2 separate regions of the Mus musculus genome follow, and region 1 is linked to region 2. A link is a contact called in public promoter capture Hi-C data. All regions are on one chromosome and are shown on one strand. Each heading gives the region's core, a stretch centred on a gene start, on an enhancer-like site or on the middle of the called end of the contact. The rest is flanking DNA. Distances are from core to core; before and after follow the strand shown.

What was found. Promoter capture Hi-C pulls out the DNA fragments that hold promoters and counts their contacts.
Region 1: a contact with region 2 is called in a promoter capture Hi-C map of the 3T3-L1 cell line, with 4 times the contacts expected there. The contact joins the promoter of Mogat1 here to the enhancer-like site in region 2. A contact is called at or near these places in 4 of 39 promoter capture datasets (the 3T3-L1 cell line, the C10 cell line, hippocampal neurons and 1 more).

The regions. Positions count from the first base shown.
Region 1 is chr1:78,505,723-78,513,165 of GRCm38.p6, forward strand. It overlaps Mogat1 (monoacylglycerol O-acyltransferase 1), which reads left to right and starts at 5,338. Exons shown (of 7, transcript NM_026713.3): 1 at 5,338-5,366; 2 at 6,146-6,333. The coding sequence starts at 6,240.
Region 2 is chr1:77,997,161-78,004,849 of GRCm38.p6, forward strand. No RefSeq gene overlaps it. Among named protein-coding and RNA genes, the nearest start is that of Gm26263, 100 kb to the left of the region's middle. Within about 2 kb of position 1,966, at least 1 of the 459 cell types and tissues checked has an H3K27ac peak or open chromatin away from gene starts, as enhancers often do.

The DNA.
Region 1 (7,443 bases), core at 4,088-6,587, 510 kb after region 2:
CACAAAGACAAAAAGCATGGAAGGAAGTCAAAACTCCTAATTACCCAATTTACACCTCAGTAATCTATGGGGCAATTTGAACTGTGACCTTCTTATTGTTTAGTTAACAATTGTTTGTTATGTGTTTTCTTTTTTTAATTGGTTGTTTTATTTATTTACATTTCAAATTGTATCTCCCTTCCCGGTTCCCCTCTGCAATTTTGTTGTGAATTTTCATTGGCATTTGTATTGCAATTTAAAAATATCCCATTATATTTTATGTTTGTTTATGAATATGAAGTGGGTTCAGCTGTCAGAAGACAATTCACAGAAGTCACTTTATTTCTTCTCATCAGGTGTGGCGCAGGGATCAAATGTAGGTCTTGAGTCCTGGTGGCAAGTGCCTTTACCCACGGAGACCTCTAGGCCACTCCTGTTGTCATTGGTTTCTTTTCAGTATGCAGCCCTGACTGGCACTGATCTCCCAGAGTTCCACCTGCTTCTTTATCCTGGGTGCTAAGATAAAGGCTACCATGCTCAGGGTCCCACTGTCGTTTTTTAAAGCTTATGTGTAAACATGTGGTTTATTCCATTCCATTAATTGTTAATAGTGAGCATCTCTTCACTGGTGGAATGTCTCTCCTTACTCATCTTTAAAGTTTATTATTTTATTGTTGAACTATATTAGTTTATTGTTGAACTTTTTTTTTAAACATTCTAGATTGAATTGTTTATCGGGTATTCATCTCAGAAATATTTCACCAGTCTACTTTATGGCAGGAATCTTATAGTTAAATTTTTAGGTGAATATCTAGAATCTACTGTAGATTGATTTTTGTGACTTGTGTAAGAATAGATGTTTAGGGTGATTGTTCTGTCAGTGCCAACATTAGTAGCTGGCAATGCCAAACATAGGCACACTGCCTCCCACAATTCCTTTTCTATGATCACTTTCTCAAATAGTTGTTGACCGAATGAATAACCCCAATATAAACTGACCAGTTTGGTCTTGTGTTCTTTGTTCTATAATACTCTTTTTCTTATTTGAGCACAAGTCTTGCTACCGTAGTTACTTGCCAGGGTGCTAAAGACAAAAGTTATTTCCCCAAAGTAGAAACCTGGTTCTATTCTTCCCTATCCTAGTGGATAGTGTGAAAATTCGCTTGACTTTTAGAGTCAGTTTCTTCATTGATAAAAGGAATAATACCTATCTTGGAATGGTCCATGTAGGGATGAAATCAGACAGGGCGTGTAAAGCTTGTAGCTCTATATGCAGAGGTGTGAGCAGCCAGTGATGCTTGGATGTTAAATTTGGAAGTGCAACACTCCTTTGATCTGTATCTCTCCAAATATGGAGCCACCCAGAAAATGAGATCAATACCCAAGAATGGGGACACGAAACAGTGGTTCCTGCTGGACGCAGAGGAGCTGAAACTGTCAGTATTTACTTTATGCTGGTTTCATCTTACTAAAAATACAGTCTCCTGAGGAAGGTGTAGATTAGGCAGAGTCAGGTTCTATCCTGGCTTCTGCTTCAGCTGCTTTGCTTCACTTTGTTTTATAAACTGGATGGTTCCAAGGGTTAAACAGTAAAAGTCTGAAGCCAGTGTCTTACACCATACTGCTTTTCCTCATTTGTTCTAGCCCTTAAGAACAGTAATCACTTGCAGGACTATCAAGAGATCTGGGTGTACCAATTACCAGGAAGTAGCTGGCTGTTTTGCAAGCCATTCAGTTTCTATGCTCTCCCTTCCCTATTCCATTAAGTGTGCAGCTTGGAAGTATAATGTCAAAAAATCCCGTTGCCCAGTGGATTTTTATGTGATTAGTTGATTTTGTTTGTTGGGTTGGTTTAGTTTGGTTTTCTTGAGACAGGTTTTCATACAGTCCAAGCTGGCTTCAAAGTTACTACACAGACCAACATGGCATGATCTCCCCCTTCTTCCTTCCTCACTGACTGATAAAAAAGAGAGAACATGACTGCTTCTAGGTATGATGGAGGAGAAAATTTATTGTAGATAAAAGAGAGAGCATACTAGCCATTATATAATCAAAAACCAAATATGTTTCTTGGGGTGGGACCAACTAGCTTATTAATAATACCTAAAACTCTCCTAATACTCTGTGCTTCTTTGTTCCTCCCCATAATTTAAATAATATATCCAACAAGATACAACAAAATATTTTCTACCAAACCTAAAAAAATCCAAGGACAGAACTAAGTAAAGTATAATATTTTATCTTGCAGACTTCTTAAACTGCTAAGGTTAGCATATGTCTGTGATTTCAGCACTCAAGAGTGCTGAGGCAGAAGGATTGCTATAAGGTCAGTCTGGGCTATATACTGAATTCCAGACTAGCCAGGGCTACCTAACAAAATCATGTCTTAAAAACTCAGATGGACAAAATCCCTATACTGGTTTGGCAAAATTTTGTCATAGTGAATCCTGTCACAATAAGTTAGAAACCCTTTTTAAGTTTCCACTCAGTAATTTCCAGTATAAATTTCAACACTATCCCCTCAATTATAAATATCTACTTGTCTTATTGGAGTCAATTAGGCCCAATCTCTGTGTCCCACTGTAAAATCTAGTTGCTATAGTTCCTATGCCCTCACTGCCCCTGAATGGTCCATTTCCCATGCTTTAAAAAATTAATTAAAATCATTGTCATCTTGCATGTTTCACTTCTTCAGAGCTGGTTTTGCTTCCTGGCTGTTGTGTAAAAATTTGATGTTAAAGGAAGCTGTCTATTACATCAATTAGGAAAAATAAAACTGATATTCGCACAAAAAGAGAGAGGGGGGAAGAGGAGAGGAGAGGAGAGGAGAGAAGAGGAGAGGAGAGGAGAGGAGAGGAGAGGAGAGGAGAGGAGAGGAGAGGAGAGGAGAGGAGAGGAGAGGAGCTCTTATTGTAGGTAAGTGCCAGAGGCAGAGGCAGAGGCAGAGGCAGAGACACCTGGGAGAGTCTGGAGTAGACATGACCCTGAACCCTGTGAGAAGATGGGAGGCAGGAGGTGGGTGGGTGGGTGGGTAGGATCAGTAGCCAAGATGGCCAAAAGTAAAAGAGGGATGAGTAACCAAAATGGCTGCATTATATATATATAGGAAAGAATCTCTTGGGAAACAGCAGTCCAACTCCTGGCCAGGAGAATTCAGAGTAGAGGGCAAGGTATGCCAGCCATACCCTGTATCAGGTTGGAACTAAGGGATGCTGGGAATACCAGGCGGCCAGGTTTCTGCTTTGATATGTTAACTAAGCACTTCAGCTAGTTGTCCCACAGTTTGAGATTTAACTTTCATCTCCCAAGTGCAGGAATTACAGGCAAGTACCACCATTGGTGGCTTCCTGTTAGTTTTTTTTTAATTTTTAGAGATCAAGACGACTGATAGGAAACAATAAGAATCTAAAGAGTTAAACTTTCTCATCCTTTCAAGCCAGTGATTGCCCAAGTCTAGTGGCCACACAGTCTATATCCACACATGGTCACACACTGAATGCCCAAGGGTTGAGGAAAGGATTCAGCTGTTGATCAAATGAGGTAAATGAAGATGGAGCTGGCTGTGGTGGTGCATGCCTTTAGACCTAGCACATACGAGGCAGAGACAGATGGATCTCTGTGAGTTCAAATTGACTCTGGTCTACAAAATGAGTTCCAGGCCAGCAAGGCTACATAATGAGACGCTGTCTCAAAAAAAAAAAAAAAAAAAAAAATCAAAACAATAAAATGATGAGATGATGATAGGTCAGTGAATTGACCCCCTGTTGGGTCAGAGAATGACTTCAACGGACTGTGATATGTGTTTGGGCGGGAGAACAGCTTGCTCTTCGTTCATGCCCAATATCCAGTAGCCATATAACAGTTCACAACTGTCTGTAACTCAAGTTCCAGGGATCCAATACCTCTTCTGGCCTCTGTGGGCACCCAGACATACATGTAGTACACAGACAGACAGACAGATCACCCATACACATAAAATCAAAATAGAAAAAAACCCTACACATATAAAAGTAAATAAGTCTTTTAAAACACGATGGTTCTTGCTGATCCTGATGTTGCCTGCCTGTAAGCCCCTTAGGGAGGTGGGTCACGAGATCAAGTTCATTAACATATGGAATGCAGCTCACCTGAGCAACAGGAGTCCCTCTCTCAAGCCAGTCCTCCACCTCCAACAAAAGATTCAATTGTTCTTTACTAGCTGCTTTCTGTGAGGTGACAAATGCATCATCAATAACATTCTAAGTGGTTAGGACCAAGGGTTTTAGGTGTTCTGCATATCCTACCATTTGTATCTTTCATCTGAATTTCATTTCATCTCTGTTCTGCCTAGCTTCCAGGAAAGGACAAGACAGAGTCTTCAGCACTTACCTACAATTACAGCTCTTCTCCTTCTCTCCTCTTCTCGCCTCTTTTCTCCTCTCCTCTCCTCTCCTCTCCTCTCCTCTCCTCTCCTCTCCTCTCCTCTCCTCTCCTCTCCTCTCCTCTCCTCTCCTTTCCTCTCCTCCTCCTCTCTCTCTCCCCTCCCCTCCTCCTCTCTCTCTCCCCTCCCCTCCTCCTCTCTCTCTCCCCTCCCCTCCCCTCCCTTCCCCTCCCCTCTCCTCTCCTCTCCTCCTCCCCTCTCTCTCTCCGCTCCCCTCCCCTCTCCGCTCCCCTCCCGTCCCCTCACCTCGCCTGGCCTCACCTGGCCTCGCCTGGCCTCTCCTCGCCTGGCCTCTCCTCTCCTCTCCTCTCCTCTCCTCTCCTCTCCTCTCCTCTCCTCTCCTCTCCTCTCCTCTCCTCTCCTCTCTCTCTCCTCTCTGTCTGTCTCTGTCTCTCTATCTGTGTGTGTGTGTGTGTGTGTGTGTAGGTTGTTTTAATTGTTGAGACAGGGTCTGGTAGCCCAGGCTGGCCTCTACTTTGAGTCCCAATTTCCCTAGCTCCAAATTGGCATGAATACTTCGAAGTGTTGCTATGGAGTCAGGGCATACCTGGCAAGAGACTGTCACAGTGTGTGACATAATATTCAATCACAGAATCTCCCACCTAGCATGGAGGGTGGCTCAGAAAGAACTCTAAGAAAGAAGAAAGTACCTCTTCGACCAGAAAAACAAAACTAAAACAAACAAACAAACAAAAACAGTTTTGCCAAGAAGTTACAAATGGTGCCCTTCCCCTTTTCTTAGGAAGACCTTTGCACACACATTTCCCTTTGCCTGTAGACCTCTTCAGTTAATTAAAGCAATCATTTAAAACTCAAGGGCTGGAAAGACAGCTCAACTGTTAAAATGCTTGCAAGCGTGAAAAATCTGAATCTGATGTCCAGAATTCAGGTAAAAAGTCAGGCTGGTGAGGTAATACCAGAGCACGCCCAGAGCTTTTGGGAGCTTTTGCCAGAGCAGCCTAATTGGGTGAGTCCCAAGCTCCGTTGACTCTATCTCAAAAACCAAAGTCGAGGGCTAAGATAGTATTGAGAAACATATCTGAGGTTCACTTCTGGTCTCTCCACATGCTGCTGTGCACACATTTAAGAAAACTATGCAGGTAAACGCTGAGAAAGAAACAGGCACAAGAAGTTGTCCCACCGGATTCTAACTCTTTCACTCTAGCGTTTATAATAGGGTCTTGTAATTGTATACTATTCAGTTGTATGGTTAGTTTGCTTAGATTTTTTCCTGCCCCCCCCCCAAAAAGGTCATTTTCTCACAAGATAATGGAGATTTGGTGGGCTTTCAGTATATATGGGTTAAGAGAATGAATGAAAGGAAATCATCCAGGATTTGTGTAGGAATTTTAGGACACAAAAGAAAACACAAAAAGAGAGACCCGTGCGTGCACTCGCATACGCACACACCTTGGGGGGGGGGGTAGTGTGGAGACCCACACTAATAAACGCAAGTCCCACACTTTCCTCCAGCTAGTGCTGGACCTCAAAGAACTAACCAAACTACCCACTCCCCAATTCTTGGCTTCAGAGGATGAGGTGGGTTTATGGGTGGATGCTGGAGCTGAGTGCTAGGCGGTCTATCAGATGAACAATGGTCAAATACGGGTGGAGGCCCAGGCCCTAGCGATTGGGCAGGCAGGCTGACCTCTCCCACGAGTGACCAGGGTTCTGCCTCAAGCTGTGATTAGTGATCCCCAGCACCCCGCCTCAACGCCGCGCACCCTCCCTCACCTCCTGCCCCAGGGCGAATTGGTTCCTTTCCGGCCAGCTGGAGCCTCGGCCTCCCAGTCGGTAGCAGTACCACAAATCCTGCGAAAGGAGTCCTCCGGGTAGAACCATGATGGTCGAGTTCGCGCCACTCAACACCCCGCTGGCACGGTGCCTACAGACCGCTGCGGTGCTGCAGTGGGTCCTGTCCTTCCTCCTGCTCGGTAAGAGCTCCGCCGTGCCAAACACTCACCAGACACAGTCCCTACCCTACTGCGCACAGCCTCTGGTTCCTGGGTCTGCCTGGTCAGACAGTGTTCACCTACTGTGGGACTCCCTGCTTTGGATTCCTCTCCCTCTCTCCCTCTCTCCCTCTCTCCCTCTCTCCCTCTCTCCCTCTCTCCCTCTCTCCCTCTCTCCCTCTCTCCCTCTCTCCCTCTCTCCCTCTCTCCCTCTCTCCCCCTCTTCCCCCTTTCCCCCTCCCCCTTTCTCTCTCCCTCTCTCCCCCTTTTCCCCCTTTCCCCCTCCCCCTTTCTCTCCCTCTCTCTCTCTCTCTCTCCCTCTCTCCCCCTCTTCCCCCTTTCCCCCTCCCCCTTTCTCTCTCTCTCTCTCTCTCTCTCTCTCTCCCTCTCTCCCCCTCTTCCCCCTCCCCCCCCTCTCTCTCATATTTCCTCTATGTAGCCCTGGCTGTCCCAGAAGAACTTGCTCTGTAGAACTCTTTATGCTGGCCTAGAACTCATAGATCTGCCTGCCTTTGCAAGGCAAGTGTTGGGATTAAAGACATGTGCAACTATGACTGGCCCGTACTATTTTGTTTCTAAAGCGAGGTTTGTCTTACTTACAATGGAAGACAATATACAGCTTTTCAATATACAGCTGGGTAAATTGGGGGCAACTATGGTCTCCCAAATGTAGTGATGGTCCCATCTAGAAAGTGGGTGCTATACAAAGTTTCATTTTAGTCTCTCAATGGCTGCCAATTCATTTCTGGATCCCTCAACTCATAATGAGTAAGTAATGCCCCTAGGTATTAAAACTTTGCCATCTTGACATCAGGACAAAGAGCTATTGTTAGTTTTCTATTTTCGGGTTGCCTTCGCTCCCGGGCTTTTCTGCCTAGACCCAACTACATGTTTGGGTTGGATTCGAGCGCCTTCTGTTTGGAAATAATTCACCCTGGGGTGTGTTCTGGAGTAAGGCTAAGCCCACGAAGTGACAGTATAGGATCCAGATAGCTGGACAGCACTTGGAGGAAGCTTGTCCTGAGTGTGTCATGCTCGTGGAGAAAGGTGGTGACACACAACGAGAAGAGAGGAATAACTATGAACTTCTAT
Region 2 (7,689 bases), core at 716-3,215:
TTATGGGATGGATGAGTCTTAAAGTTCAGGCTCTTCCACCAACTAACACCCCTGTTTTATATAAATGGCACATGAACTCTGTCCCTGAAAACTCATGGAGTTTGATGCAAAGTATAAGCAAACCATCATCTCCTGCAATAAACCCATTCACCATGCTGCATTCTTCTCCACTCATGTAGCTATGAAACACAAAGCACACTGCTGAGGAGATAAAAGGCGTCTCTGTGAGGTCAAGAATAGCATCACTTGATCACCGTCATCAAAAGGGTATAGAAGTTTGCCAGCATTCTGAGTAGAGGGAATAGTACTCCTAAAACAGAGATATGAGTTGGGAAGATAGTTCACTTAGTAAAGACCTGGCTATGCAAGGGACAGGGCCTGTGTTTGGCTTCCTGGTGCCCATGGTAACATAATAAACAAATGGGCACAGGGCCATGCGCCTGTAATCCCATAGCTAGAGATGCAGAGACAGGAAGATGCCTGGGGCTTACTGATCAAATTAATGGGCTCCAGGATCAGCAAAACACCCCATCTCAAAAGTGAGGTTGAGAGAAATTAAAGAAGACACCAAACATCAACTTCTGGTCATTTCTCACCCCTACCCTCCCATGCACACATTAAGTAGAGGCATAAAGTCTATGAGCCTTGTTATTTTATAAACTATTTTTTTTTTGTTCATGGGGTAAAGAAGGCAGAATGTTGTTCTAAACTGATAAAAACTGATGAAAGCTTACATTATGATAAACATTAGAAGTCGCTGGGCCCCTTGATGTTTATAAGCTATTTTGGTTAGTTTTTGTTTTTAAGACAGGGTTGCTCTGTATAGTCCTATCTGTCCTAGAACTCTGTAGACCAAACTGGCTTGGAACTCAGAGACCTGCCTGCCTGCCTGCTGTCTGCCTGCCTCCGTCTCCCAAGTACTGGGATTAAAGATGTGTGCCACCACTGCCTGGCTACAAGCTATTCAATATGGAACCTGCATAACCAATTTGACTTATCTCACATAAGAAAGAATTTGTGCCAAGGTACTGTCTTCTTTCCCTAAAGGTAAAAATGTGACTGAGGACCAATCCCAGGAGATTCCGAGGAGACAGTACTATAAAGTGTGTCCACTGGGCTGTGGATAAACGTCGGCTTTAGCAGTGTCACTTGCCTAGCATGGGCAAGGCCTCCATTCAATACCTAGGACTTCAAAGACAACTTAAAGATAAAACAGCAAAATAATGTGAGCACCAATAGAGCCACCTACCTGGGGGCATGAGTCACGACATTATAGAGAAGATGAGTCTTAATGTAGAACTTGAAGTTTACACGTTTATAGAATCTCCCCAAGCAAAGATGGATTAGAACATTAATCTTCTAAGTGTGGTCCAGGGGCCTAGGAAGGTGGCTCCATGGGTATAAAGTGTTTGCCATGCAAGAATAAAAACCCCAACTTGGATTCCTGGAATCCATGTAAAAAGCTGGGCACAATAGTATGTGCCTATTTATTACCAAGTGCTGGGGAGGCAGACCCAGAAAGATATTGGGGGCTCTCTGGCTGTCAGGAAAACCTGCTAATTAAGGTTATACTCTATCATGTCCAGAGAGCTCTTCTAAGCTTGGCCCAAAATGGAAGAGTCCCTTTACCAGCAGGGCTTCTTCTTCCCTGACCATGTCTCGGGGCCCAACCCCTCCGCCCCCCCCCCCATTACCTTCTACCTAGGGAAGATCAAGTAGTCCTTGGCAAACCAACAAGTTCAACTTCCTGTTTCCCTATAAGAACCCACCCAGCAAGTACCTGGGATTTCTGGAGTGCCTTTCCACACAAGCACTCGGCTTTCAAAATATGTTAAACATTAGCCAATGTTTTTACAATCAGCCTGAAAACTCCTTCCTACTTTCTAAGGTTCATATACAGCTCTTGTCCACCCTGAAAAAAGTGTATGCACACAAGCTAAGATCATCTAAGAGCAGTTTCATTAAAATCCTTGGAGAAGGTCTTTCCTCCAACCACCAGCACTCACTCCCAGTTGGACAGGGATCCTGCAGACCTCACCCCTTCCGGATTCTGACTCATCCTCCTCGAGCTTGGTGTGCAGCAGTACCCGGACACCCTTATGGAGAAAATGGAGGGCGCATATCATAGCTGGCACACATACTCCATTGGCCAGTGAATCTACCCGATCAGTGAGTGCTAAGTTTTAGTGTGACTTCCTATCTCAAAAACAAGGTGGTGCATGGTAGTGGAAGATACCCAAAGTTGACCTCTGTCATCCCCCAAGCACATGCATGCAAGTGCACCTGTATACATGTGTGGATGCACACACACACACACACACACACACACACACACACACACACACGCGCGATCTGAGGACCCAAAAGTGTCCCTGAGACCCTCTTATGTATAATTATGTATAACATAAGAAGGCTTTTCATGTAAGTACTAAGCTGCTCTGCTTTTTGCTTCTCATTGTTTTATAAGGATGCAGTGAAGCTTCCTACAGTGTGTTTGGGAAAGCTATATAACTCAGGGAGCCAGTTTTTTAAATGACCATTGCAAAATGGGATGTAATTATGCATTGGTAGATGAGTCATTCAAATTGCAAAAGACACTGGTGGCTTTTGATTCAACAGAAGAGGAATCCATTGACAGGCTAGAGCATCTCTTTAGCCCCAGTACCTGAAAGGGTAGAGCAGGCAGAACTTGATGAGCTTCTGGTCAGCCTGTTCTAGACAGTGAGCTCAGGCTAGCCAAGGATGCATAGTGACCCTTGCCTCAAAACCAAGAGACAGTGAGCTCAGGCTAGCCAAGGATGCATAGTGACCCTTGCCTCAAAACCAAGACAAACAAATAAAGATTCAAATTCCATATAATGATAACTTGTAAGAAATTACTGAATTCAAGAAGGTGTGGGGGCACAGGAAGAGTTGGAGGGGCGTGAAGGGGGTTGAAAAACAGAAATATCACATACTCAAGCATGAAATCCACAAACCTAAACAACGTTTATTTGGTTGGTTGGTTGGTTGGTTGGTTGGTTGGTTGGTTGGTTGGTTGGTTGGTTGGTTTTTGAGGCAGGGTTTCTCTGTGTGACAGTCCTGACTATACTAGAACTCATTGTGTAGACCAGGTTGGCCTTGAACTCACACAGCACTGTCTCTGCCTCCTAAGTGCTGGGATTAAAGACGCCCATCACCATGCATGGCTAAATAATACATACATAATAAGTACATAATACATACATAAATGAGACATCTTTTTAAAAAATGACAAAGAAAGAAAGAAACTACTACTTGCCAAGCCATAGATTAGAGCCAAAAAATGTTCTACCCTTAGCAGAAATATCTGCTAGGATCAGTTTTAAAAGACTACATTGTCTATAGAGGCTTCAAACAAAGCAACATTGTTCCCGCAGATTGAGAAGATAACTTAATTTGATTCTATTAAGCCACGTGTTAAAGAGATTTATAAAATGTAAAGCAATATTTATCTTCTCACTAAATTTGTTTTGAAAACTAGAATTATTCTTTACAAAAGTATGCATGAGCAGGTATTACACACCAAACTGTATTCCCAAAAAGATATGTAAATAGCACCCTGTGAACAGGACCTTATTTTAAAATAGATTTTATATAGGATCAAGTTATTTGAGTCACTCTTAATCCTGGATGAGTGATGTCCTTATAGAAACCACTTTAGATACTAAATTGACACGAAGATACTGGCATCTAGAAGGGGACGAACGCCTCAGAGTACCACAGCTGGAAGAGAAATCAAGGATGGAGTCTTCGAGGCTGGAGAGATGGCTCAGCAGTTAAGAGTACTAACTGCTCTTCTGAATGTCCTGAGTTCAAACCACATGGTGGCTCACAACCATCCATAATGAGATCTGATGCCCTCTTCTGGAAGGTCTGGAAGGTACAGTGTACTTAGATAAAACAATAAATAAATCTTTTTTTAATTAGCTATTTTCTTTATTTACATTTCAAATGTTATCATCATTCCTAGCTTCCACTCTGAAGACCCCCATCCCTTACCTTCTCCCCCTGCTCACTAACCCACCTACTCCTGCTTCCTGGCCATGGCAGTCCCCTATAGAACTTTCACAGGACCAAGGGCTTCTCCTCCCATTGATGACTGACTAGGCCATCCTCTGCTACATATGCAGCTAGAGCCATGAGTCCTACCATGTGTTTTCTTTGGTTGGTGATTCAGTCCCAGGAAACTCTAGAGATACTGGTTAGTTCATATTGTTGTTCCTCCTATGGGGCTGCAAATTTCCTTCAGCTCCCTGGGTACATTCTCTAGCTCCTTCATTGGGGACCCTGTGCTTCATCCAATGGATGGCTGTGAGCATCCACTTCTATATTTGTCAGGCACTGGCAGAGCCTCTCAGGAGACAGCTATATCAGATTCCTATCAGCAAGCTCTTGTTGGCATCCACAATAATATCTGGTTTTGGTGGTTGTCTATGTGTTGGATCCCCAGGTGGGGGAAGTCTCTGGATGGTCGTTCCTTCAGTCTCTGCTCTGAACTTTGTCTCTGTAACTCCTTCCATGGGGATTTTGTTCCCCCTTCTAAGAAGGTCTAAAGAAGTATCCACACTTTGGTCTTCCCTCTTCTTGAGTTTCATGTGTTTTGTGAATTGTATCTTGGGTATTCCGAGCTTCTGGGCTAATATCCACTTATCAGTGAGTGCATATCATATGAGTTCTTTTGTGATTGGGTTACCTTACTCAGGATAATATCCTCCAGATCCATCCACTTGCCTAAGAATTCCATAAATTCATTGTTTTTAATAGCTGAGTAGTACTCCATTGTGTAAATATACCACATTTTCTGTATCCATTCCTCTGTTGAGGGGCATCTGGGTTCTTTCTAGCTTCTGGCTATTATAAATAAGGTTGCTATGAACATAGTGGAGCATGTGTCCTTATTACATGTTGGAACATCTTCTGGATATATGCCCAGGAGTGGTATTGCTGGATCCTCCAGTAGTACTATGTCCAATTTTCTGAGGATCCACCAAACTGATTTCCAGAGTGGTTGTACCAGTTTGCAATCCCATATAATAATAAATAAATCTTACAAAAAAAAAAAAAAAAAAAAAAAGGATGGAGTCTCCTCTAAAACCTTCAGAATTAAGCTCTCTCCCAGTCTCTCCACCTTTGGTATGAAACATCCAACAAAACTGTAAGCCAAGGAATGTGTGCTGCTTCTGTCACTTGGATTTTCCTTTATTAAATTTTATTACATTAATAAATAGTGTGTGTGTGCATTGCAGGGGCGGGAATGTGTATGCAACATAGAGAGTATACATAGGTCAGAGGACAGCCTGCTGGTATCTATCCTTTCCATCCACCATGCAGGTCCCAAGGACCAAATTCAGTTTGTCAGACGTAGCAGGAAATGCTTTTAACCTCTGAACCATCCTGCTGGCCCCGTTTGTGATGTTTGTAAAATGACTGCAATAAAACATGGGATTGGTTTACTGTTCTTAATGAACCCTTTAAATACTCTAAATTTGATATGAGGAAAATACAAATTATGTTAAAGGAAAGCTCTTTTGGGATTTTGATGGTTTTTAGATATAGAAAGAGAGCTGAGACGAAAACTTGAAGGAAGACAGGATTAGTGGACCCCTTCTTGTTCATAAAGCAAGCCAGTGGATGCCAAAGACAGTCTCTTGCATCAAGTACCAGGGGAATTTGTCATTCTTATCTAATTGGAATCTCCAGAGTTCTGTCCCAGGAAATTATCGTTTTGGGGTTTTGTTTTGTTTTGCTAAAAAAAAAAAAAAAAAAAAAAAAAAAAAAAAAAAAGAACAAGCTTGCCAGCCAGTCCTTCTGTTAACTAAGGACTAGAGATGGAAATAGCCAAAACGGGCATTTCATCCATCTCTTTGGGAATTCAAGGATAGAGACATGCTTTGGTTACCCCAGCACTAAAAGAGATGATGTGTGAGGTCAGCTCTTACAGGAAGAGCTCACAAACCCCTTTGAGAGCAGAGGCCGGCAGCTCTTGGCCTGCCCCAGTGGGCTTCCCTCTTAACTTCCTTCAAATAGCTCCAAACTCCTCCAGACTCCTTCATGCAAGTGGCTTTGGCTCACTGATACCCCAAATTCACCTCCAGGCAACTTTGCAGTTTCTGCTTGATTGCCAACTGGCAGATTCTCTTGTCTTTCTTAATCGCACTTCCACAGATAGAAGATATGATTGGTCTAGCTTGTCTCCTAGAGCCAGGCCATGCTCAAATTTGTCAGACAGCCCATGCCTCTGCTGCTCTGAAATCAAATTCACCTATCTGCCTTAATAATCTGAGTACGGGGGCCTAGATAAACAAGGCACAGGACATGAGTGGCCATGCAGCAGACACTGTGGGCAGGGCACTGTTCCCTTGGAAGGGCCTGTGGCAGAAGAGCTGTTATGATTATTATCATCAGAGTGGTTTTTGTTTTGCTCTCATAGTACAGAAGAACCCATCTTGTATTGTGTTATGTTTTTTTATCAGTTCAGTTGTCTTTTGATGGAAATACTGATAGACGGGCTGACAGTTCAAGTGTTGGTAGGATATGAAGATTCTAGAAATACAGGCTATGTGATTCTCTCTGCTTCTTTCATTTATCCAGTATTCATTGCTAAGTAATGTTATCCTAGCTATTTTTTTCTCCTCCCTCATCTCCATGGCATCTCACTTGACCCTCTCTTTCCTCCCTTTCTACCCTCCCCCACCTGCTTTGCAATCTTAGTATTAAAAAAAAAAGGAAAATAAAGTATTCTCAAAGGAAAATAAAGCATGCTCCCAGTGTGGTCTACTTCACTGGCTTACGAGGTTTGCTTCGGATCTAGGACAGTTTTACGAACTGTTTTTGTCCTTTGATTGTTTTCCTTTAAAGGAGGGAAAGCATGCAAATATTAAATTATTTATTGTAAATGTAACAACCAATGCATACTTCAATTTTTGGGGCTTGTCACTTTAGAGCACGCAGCAAGTGTTGAGATGGAGCAGAGGCCCTGCCTTTGTGTATCCGTACCCACAGATTTCAGCATGTGTGACGGTTTAGTTTTGTGTTTGGGTAAATTATTTGTGTGTGTGTCATTGTATAATTTCTTCTGTGTTTGTGTGTGTATGTTTGTAGTTTTCTTGGTATGTGTGTGTGTGTTTCAATGGAACAAGATCACATTGTTTTCTTATGCTGCCCTGTATATTTTTCATTTGTTACTGAGAATTGAAAGAAGGCAGTTTCTATTTTGACTAAATTGTTAGACTGCTCCAAAAAAAAAAAAAAAAAAAAAAATGGGGGAGGGGGAAGGGGAAAAAAAAAGCAGAAACATCTCCAAGATTTTGTTGAATCCAATTAGTTCTGTGCAACTTGTAGTACATCTGATTCTTATTACAAGCTTTTGTGTTTTCTCCAGCAAATCAGTTGAAGCTAAGTAACTGTGGCATTTGACCTACATAGTGAAGGTGTAGATTTGAATTTGCATGTTTTATTGTTCTCTGTCCTTTACACATCCATGTTCCTCTCTGGACACTTAAAAATTATAATGGCATCTAGCAAAGCGACACATTGGCTCTTCTCTAAGGAGCCCTGCCGATTCATGTTCATTTTATTCAACCCGAGTTCCCAACTCAACGGATTCATGTGTCTGTAAAAGAAAATACTGGCTCCCCAACTCAAAAGTTGAGAAAAGAAAAGAAGAAA